2 separate regions of the Gasterosteus aculeatus genome follow, and region 2 is linked to region 1. A link is a contact called in public Hi-C data. All regions are on one chromosome and are shown on one strand. Each heading gives the region's core, a stretch centred on a gene start, on an enhancer-like site or on the middle of the called end of the contact. The rest is flanking DNA. Distances are from core to core; before and after follow the strand shown. Region 1 holds the start of LOC120821052 (gamma-aminobutyric acid receptor subunit gamma-3). Region 2 overlaps cfap221 (cilia and flagella associated protein 221).

The links. A called contact is a pair of places that touch in the nucleus more often than the background predicts.
Region 2: a Hi-C map of skeletal muscle shows a contact between it and region 1, with 6 times the contacts expected there. The contact joins the enhancer-like site here to the promoter of LOC120821052 in region 1. A contact is called at or near these places in 3 of 6 Hi-C or Micro-C datasets (blood and trunk muscle, liver and skeletal muscle).

Annotation. Positions count from the first base shown.
Region 1 is chr1:25,710,774-25,715,197 of fGasAcu3.hap1.1, forward strand. It overlaps LOC120821052 (gamma-aminobutyric acid receptor subunit gamma-3), which reads left to right and starts at 3,094. Exons shown (of 10, transcript XM_040179418.2): 1 at 3,094-3,379; 2 at 3,840-3,994. The coding sequence starts at 3,171. It overlaps LOC120821055 (gamma-aminobutyric acid receptor subunit alpha-5), which reads left to right. Exons shown (of 14, transcript XM_078099023.1): 14 at 1-1,961.
Region 2 is chr1:25,794,742-25,799,125 of fGasAcu3.hap1.1, forward strand. It overlaps cfap221 (cilia and flagella associated protein 221), which reads right to left. Exons shown (of 25, transcript XM_040176614.2): 23 at 3,949-4,041; 24 at 3,752-3,859; 25 at 2,363-2,959. The coding sequence ends at 2,830. Among protein-coding and RNA genes, the nearest start is that of cfap221, 16 kb to the right of the region's middle. Within about 2 kb of position 2,725, at least 1 of the 9 cell types and tissues checked has open chromatin away from gene starts, as enhancers often do.

The DNA.
Region 1 (4,424 bases), core at 1,844-4,343:
CTTACGTGGGGCAAATTTACTGATAAATTCCGGCTAAGTTAAATATTTTCAAACTAGAAAATACAACTGTCCAATCTCCATCCCCAACAGCGGAAGACTCGCAACCGCTAGCTGACCGAGCTCAAAATGTTTCAAACGATTTGGATCTTGTAAGGGAATCATGTCAATAACTAAAAAAAAAGACACTCCTGTGTTTAGTTTTACGCCCTCTAGAGAAAAAAACGTCTAATGTCACGTTTCCATCCGATGTGTTTTGCTCTATTTGCGTACTCACGTTTTTTCCTTCTTCTTGCTCGTTAAAAAACGTGACGTGGGGCTTTGAATCTCTGCATCTATTTTTTTCTCCTTGTCTCTTTCTACATTGACTAAACTGGATGGCAATGAGGACCCGTTGTGGCGTTTTGGCCGGAGCTCGCCAACAGCGCCGCCCGTGTGACTTGTTGGACCATGGTGAGACATACTCAGGAACAAAACGCACCCACGGTCGCAGCAGAAGAGTTGCCGCAGAGTCACTGTTTCTTTGATCTTGCGCATATAAATAGTGCAGTTGGGAATCTCGTCAATGAATCAAATAAAGGTGACACCCGCTGCCACTGCACACGCTTCGCTTTGTGAAAACCGGGACTTCCGGGAAAATGTCAGCTTCGAAATTCTCTCTTCGTTTTGAATGTTTGCGCCATTATTTCCTGCAGCGTTCTTGTGTGGTTTGGGTTGATGTTGAATCTGCATCTACCTTCTGTACGTCACGGCTCAGCAGCAGTGACAAAGGAAGTCCAATGGAGTGCAGTGGGAAAAGACGTCCATGCATTTGTCTGTGAGGGTGATCGCCATGGCAGCCAGTCCAGATGAACAGACCCCCCTCCCGGTAAAGACCTCCAAACTCTGTATCTGTTCCTCTACAGACGGCCTGACAGTCCGTCTGCCCTCCACTAAAACATCCCATTCGCCTTAGCTGGGGAGCGTATCTGTGCCGCCAGGCCTCAACGTTACCCAGCTCAATATCCTCTTAATATGGCTCATTAAGAGATCTTTCAAATGTCTCAGCAACAGGGTCTCCACACAGCAGCGTGACGGTAGACCAGTGGTTGGCAAACAGTGGCCCCTGAGCCCAAATCTGTCCCTCAAACAAAACTTTGCCCCCTGACAAAAGTTGAAGCTTAACTTTTAATAGTTAACAAAACTTTGACTTTATTTTTCAGTAATGACTACTGCTCTGTCCGTTAATCTTCCTTGCTACTGATGGAATGAGTGTCCCCATCCATCCGTCCATTTAACCAACCACTCTGTTCTCTACTGCCAGCCAAGAAACGATTGCCCACCCCTCCCCCCTTCCTTCATTCACTGTGACAGACTCATCTGCCATACATCTGTTAGAAAAGGGATTTAGCTCCGCTTAAGTTACTTTCACCCATTCAAGGGGAGGGGGGGGGGGGGTTCACGGCAAAGCGCTTCACTCCAATTTAAGCCGTGGCCGGACCAGCCGATGACAAATGCTTGTTTTTCTTCTCGGTAGTGTCTGGACAGCTGTGGCTGCTGCGTGTTGGGGACGAATTTAGGATTGATAGATGTGCTTTAGCCAGAGCTGGCTGCCAGGCGAGTGAGGCCGACTGGTGGTTTGAACTCGGCCCTTCGGACCGGGGAATGTAACGCGCACGCAGCGGTCGTCTTAGAGAGCCTTTACCAGTCGTCCATGCCCGTAAGGCTCCAGGAGGCCACCGAACGTGGATGTAGTTACTCTTGCTTTTCAGAATCAATGAAAAACTTAGTTTTTATTTTTTTAGGAGGAAACATTCAACGAAGATATTTGCACTTTTTGCAAAGGAAAACGCAGAAAAGCCATTGTACCTAGCAGAGCTTAATGTATTAGTGTTATTCACCCTTTGTTTTATGTACTGTGTATGTTTTATGTATTATACTTAAAATTACTGAATAAAAAGGAAGAACAAACATGGCATTCCTTATCAAGCGTTTGGACAGAGTTGCTTCATAGTATAAAGTCATGTGTAGCCTCATTGACTAATGATTATACATGCAGGGAAATAGGCTATTGGTATTTAACCGCTTTATGAAACTAACGTGATAAATGTATTGTCTATGTGTAAAATGGCCAGTGGCGTTGCTTTATGCAGAAATGTTCCAGACAAATTGGCCTCAGCTGTAGTGCCGCTTATTCGCTATTTCTCATGTCATTATCTGAATCTATTCTTTGATGTACGAGTGACTAGATTAATATAGATGACAGTTCTTTCTCGTCTCAGATTATATCCAGCAAACAGGAACATTAGATACAACATGCATAATGGAGGTAAATCATTGTTAATACGTAAACACAAGTTTTTTTGGGGGGGAATATATAAAATATATCCCATCACCGGCTATCCCTCTTGGAGAGGTACTTCTGTCTCATTTTCAGCCACCAGGAGGCAGCGCAGGCCTCTCTGCGCGCCGCCATGTGTGCGCGTCACAAGCCTCACGAGTGCATCGGGGTTGCACAGCAAGCTGCTCCCCCCCCCCCCCCCCCCGTCATCCCGCCTCATTCCCCCACCGCGCGCCTATTACCTCGTGTGAGTGCAGGTGAGCGGCAGCACTGCAACTTACGTGTAAAGATGCGTGCATGTAGCATAATGCTATGCTCATGTCATTATTGATATGATTTGCGTAATGCAACACACCCTTTCAAATTGTGCATGAAGCTCGGAATATTTTTTTAAAACAGTAATCTAACTCTTTCTTCACCTTTATTACCCAATGAACTGACTGCCTAATTAATTGGAATATATAAAAACGGTAATAAAAACAGATGTTATGCTAAATATGCAGAACGATTCTTGAAATAATAAAATCACCAGCGTGTAGACTAAGCCAGGTGTATGAGTCATGCAAGATGCTCCTCTGCTGAGGTTCTCCACCTCCAGCATCACCAAACACCACTGTTGTCTACAGAGGCGTTTAGGGAAGGGAAGAGGGCGCTGCTGGATACCGTCCGATTCCGACTCCCCTCCGCTGACCTGATCACATCGATCGATCGCACGAGCGCGTCCCTGGAGGAACCCCCTGCGCGGCGCACGGAGGATCGGAAAGGGCGGGTGGCTTAGGGGGTGGGGTGAGAGAGAGAGAGAGAGAGAGAGAGAGAGAGAGAGAGAGAGAGCGCTGTGTGGGTCGCAGATGACATGCAGAAGAAAGTGTGTGGGCGGATGAGGAAGTTCAGAGCACGGATTGATGGTCACACACCTATACTGTACTGGCACTTTCTCGCAGCAGCACAACGCCGGGATTTCCATCCACATATTCCTGTGATCCGGAGGGGGAGATCCACGCATGGGAAAATGACAATCAAGTTTGTGGTCATCCACTTCATACTTCTCGTTCAATGTGCTCGGTGAGTCAGATTTGTGCCTCTTTTTCAAAAACAATTTTATTCGCACAATCAACAGCTGGGAGAGGTTTTTATTTGAAGCTGTGAGCGTTCACATGTTTACAGTTCTGTGTGGGGGGCAATTACGCATCGCATGTGAATGATTCTGGCAAAAAAAAGCGTGTGGGGCTTCATTTTTTTTTTCTAAGGGCTTTCCCCACACAGGCACACACATGTACACGCACACAAAAATGACTGTTGTGGCCAGATACAGAGTCTATGCTCTGATAATAAGCCATTCAAACTCAAGGCATTCAAATACAATCATTATACGTAACTGCTGCATCGACAAAGTTGTTTTTCTTATGACAATGGTGTTTATCAAAGGAGGGGCGCAGTTCCTCAGCGTGATTAACGACACCCACCCTACCCTTTTGCCCCCCCCCCCCCCCCCCCCCTCCACTACACACACACACTCACACAGTTCTGATCTACTGGAATATGGCGCCGACGACGAAGATCCCAACGACACCACTGTCAATCAGATGCTGGTCCCCAGGTCACATCAGGAGGAAGCCACGCGAATACTGAACAGTTTGCTCGAGGAATACGACAAGACCCTGCGGCCGGACATCGGAGGTGAGGGCGGGTCGCGTTGACGTGTGGAGACTGGTGACAAAAAAAAACTAAAAAAGGACTAACAACTTATTGGAGTTAGTGGCGCTGTCCGGCGTGCTGATTGGTGTTGCTGAGGAGTGGAGCTGTCCACGGTGCTGAAACGAGAAGCGCTCGATTCGCTGTTGATGGAATAAGTGAAGGATTTGTGGCTGCAGTCAAATGGAAACGTTCTGCATGTGTTTTCCAGCGTTTTACACCTTGAAGAGCAAGTTGTCTGTTAGCAGGAAAACATTATCTGCAGTATATGGTCATGTATGAACTTGGATAGCGGTCAACAGTTGCTTAACTCATCAATTCCCCTGCTGATTATTTTCTAGATTTCTGCAATAGAACAACAGAATATAATAATTTGTCATTTTCTGTAGTCTAAAGATCCATCTTCGGATGTTTC
Region 2 (4,384 bases), core at 1,475-3,974, 84 kb after region 1:
ACAAAGAGGAACTACCTGCGTAGACCTCACTCAGAAGTGACTCATCATTATGAAAGGCTATGTGAAAGAAATGCTCTGGACTTCTGATAATAAAAAAAAAAAGACAAAAGGCTTTTCGCACCACATTGATGGTGAGAAAGACTATAATCCTAACTTTTTAAATTACGAAGCACTCCGTCCAAATTATAGTGCTGAGAGACGGTTCATTTTCTTCCCGACCGCGAAATCGTTCACTCACTTCGAGCACAGCGGGGGACACTGGAAAGGGTTGATGGAGGAACAAATCCTTCAACCAAAAGTGAAGGAATTATGTTTCGTAGATGCAATCTGAATTTTACAGTAACTTTCTACGAGATATGAACCCAACAGAAAAAAAGCCTGTCCATTTTCTTTTCTTGATGCAGATACTTAACTTTGGTTAGAGGCATGGACGCTATGTGATATCCACCAATAAGCTGTCGTCATTTAGCTTTCTTACTGCTTTTCTAAAATGGCTACCACCATTAATAATACACATAGTCTGTCAGATTTAAATGTATTCATGTTCTCGGTGGCTGTCCATCTACCGTCAATAGCTATTGAAAGCTGTATCACTAAAATATTTACAATTCAACAAATTTAAACATTTGAGCACATAAAATAAGAATTACAAGACTGAAAGTTGAGATGGCAGCTCCACTGCACCGCTAAGCTAGTTAGCATTAGCAGGGGATCAGCAGATTTTTTTTTAAAGAATCTCTTTCACTCACAGTCAACAGCTGAAGTAAATAATAAGTAGTAGCATGGTTTTAGCTAAAGCTGGCTGTGGCTAACTACGTAAATACACATATTATGGCATATACGTGTATAAATATATTCCAAACTCTAATACATAACTCCATAAATGGAGCTCTTATTGTGAGCAGCGGCAACAGCGCAGGCAACAAAATAACCAAATGGTTCAATTAAGCCGCCTTTTGCTGAATGTAGCCAGCGATTACCGCTCTGCCGAGGGTTCAGGGCACCTCGCCATTCGCCATTTGCGTGACCCGGAGCTGAGAGTCAGAGCTTTTATTCAGGGCAAAGTTGTCCCTGGTGGGTAAACTGCTGACACGGCGTCTTTACAGTCCCTTCACAGTGTCCTGACATTTTCTCTTTCCCACCTTCTTTTCCCTCTCACACACCAAATCAACACGTATGTTAAAAAAAAATAGAAAATAAGCAGTATTCCTTTTAAAAGCATCAAGAGGTAGTGCTTCACATTCAGGGCTAAATAAAACACGCCCTAAAGACATTCAAAGCTCTACTTGAAGACATTCCAAACGCGGACTGCGCCAAAGACTTTGTTCAGTCGGACCAGCCGTGTTTTCAGCTTGTGTCAGAAGCTTGCCGGTCAAAGAATTTGAGGGGGAACGTCATGTCCCTGAGGGGCAGTTATTGGCGGGCCAAACCCACCGAAACGGCCACACAATTTTCTCCCAGGGAGGTTTGAGGAGTAATTGAATGAAATGTGTGAAGTGCAGAAGAGCAGCGGTTGTGAGTGTGCGTTCAAGTGAGGGAGGAGGAGGGGGGGGGGGGGCTGAAACACACACACTTCCTGTCAGTGGTCCGCCTAATGTTTCAGTTCAGAGAAAACAAAAGTGCATTCACAGGGTCAAAGCTTCACCGTAAAATGACCCGTAAAAGGAACCACAGTTTTATTTTTTATTTCTTTTACTGGAAATGGAAGCTGCTGGCGGCGGAGTGAATGAATTATAGAAACTGACTGTAACAGTTATGTCTCTTCACACATCGAACATAGTCTCCTCTCACACACACGTTACTATTATTACACCTCTATTACTTATTTAATATGTCCCATTGCTTTGGCTTTTATTAAATAGGGAGCTATGAATATTTTCCAGGTCTCAACCTGTTCTTGTGGGTTTATACGGCAAGGGAAGCAGTCAGGCTTTGGTATTTGTGTGTGTCCAAACACCTCATCAAAAAAGTGTGACCTTTTTTATTATTAAGTATGTGAAATGTCAGTTTGGATATGCCGTGTCCTTCCACTCTATTTCTATAAAACACACTGTCATTAGGTGAGAACCAGGACACACAGCCGGAAAAGGACAATTATATGTGAACGTCTTCCTGACTGTGAAACTCACAGAGTTGGAGCTCCCTCTATGGGTGAGCACGGTCACATGACTACGCTGGACTCCCAGTGATTCCACAGGATGTCAGCTCTTATGAGAATTTAATTCCGACCTTTCTTTTTACAACCACATACATACATACAACTATTATAGTGAACTTTCACGGTTTTTAAATCAATTTAGAAATCATATCCTTTGCTGTGTATCAACCAGACAGTGCAAACACAAATACAGAATCCAAACTCAACAATTACTTTTTTTTAATCCGAATGAATTCAGATCAATTATATTTACCTGTCACCAAAAAGTATGACAGTGTTGTTTGCATAACAATGCAGATTAAAAAAAGTACAGAATGGTACTCGCCTGCTTCTACAACACCATTAACTACAGCACAGAGACACACGTGTATCACTTTGAATGTGGTTGTCAGTAATGCTAGGTGGCTCGTTTGAATAAACTGTGACTGTGCTTATACGTGGATCTGTGTGGGTGGAGGGACAAATTCCGAGGCTCTGTAGGAATAGCTTACTGTTATTTTGAGTATGTGGTAGAGAGAGAGGCTTATACGTGGGTGAGGAAGGAGTCTCGTATCTGTGAGTAGGATGGTGTTTGTGATGACTGTGTTCATTCATGTGTGCGTACACAGAGCATATTTGAAGGTGTTTCTGGAGGGTTGTGTGTGTGTGTGTAAGGGGGGGGGGGGGGTTGCCTATTCACAGTCCTCTCCCGGTGTAGTGGTGTCAGTGACTCCATAGTGCTTCAGCCTGGCCATCACTCTTTTCCCCATCTGGTTGAGCTCAGACATGTAGGTCGCCTCCAACTGAAGCTCCCTCTGGTGCCTGTGACGGGAGGATTCAACGTTACCGAGGAAACAGACTCAAGCATTAAAACAGTGGCTAAACTAGACCCCATAGAGCACCTGAGCTGGAAATCCATTTAAGCTCTAATAAAAGCTCTTATTAATGTTAGTGTTGATTATAATATGCAGCATTTTTTAATTTAGACTAATACTTGTCAGACCTAGTATTTATTTGGCTAAATATTATGATTTCAACCCAGAATCACAATGTTATCATAAGCATTTATATCCAGAACTTACTTTGAAATTAATTAATGAATAAATCAGTATAACAGCAAGTATTAGTATGATAATAGAATGATGTGCATGACAAATGTGCATGACTGGAATTTATGTTGGCTGAGTTAACAGTTAATCCTCAATCATGGGTCTTTTCTACAATTACGCATATATTTTACATACATATATATATTATAAGTCTAAAGCCAACAACGCAATCTTGATCAATGATGAAACATTGTGACCAAAACAAGATTGAATTCCTTCTTGTTTCATTTGAATGAAAAAGTAGCAGCAGAGAGTTCCTGCCTCCAGGTGATCAATTTGCACATTCATTAACTTCATGTCTGGTTTATCCTGAGGACGCTCTTTCTTAAATCTAAAAGCACAGCGTGTTCTAGGATATCCGTGTCTTCATGTAGACGTGCTTGAACATTTGTCTAATCTATTACATAGGACGTGGTTTGATTAATGTCAATAAGCAATCCATCTGCCTAAAGAGGCTGGCATCAGGATCACTGCCTTAGTAACACACACATCGTGCCAGACTCACCTGACAGTTGTTCCGCTGGTCAGGTTGCTATTGGAGACCAGAGCTTCTGCACATAAGAACTCTGCTCGGATAATCTCCGGGGTTAGTTGCACGCCGGGGCCTTCGGACCTGAACAAAAAACAAATACGCAGCGATTACTACTGGAGAAAAAGCTTCCAAAAACGAGTTCAATGGATGCCGGTGCAGCGTGCACTTACTGTGTGTCCATTAGTGGCGGCAGATCGTCAGGAGGTCCGGGGAGAGGAGGAGGTGCTATGAGTGGAAGTGTGTCGGTGCTGTAGTTGATAGACCTATAGAGGACACACACACCGTTTTCCCCCTGAAGAGCCAGACCACACATCACCGGAACGAGATAATGGTCGGATATCTACTTCATCTTACGCAGATCGAAGGGCCGCTTCGGGTTGTTTGAAATCGCAGTTTGATCGGGAATGAAAAAAATCTCCCGAGTGAAAGTTGCTGCCACGTATGGGTGTGAAATATAACTAAATAGAGGGTTTGGATTTGGAGCCGCCGCCCCCAGGCCCTGGACAGGACGGGTACATGGGAGCACGGTTTGCAATTTGCAAAAAGTACGTCAGGTCATTTGGGGTCTTTGTTACCATTGTTTACCATTTAAATCATATCAAGTCC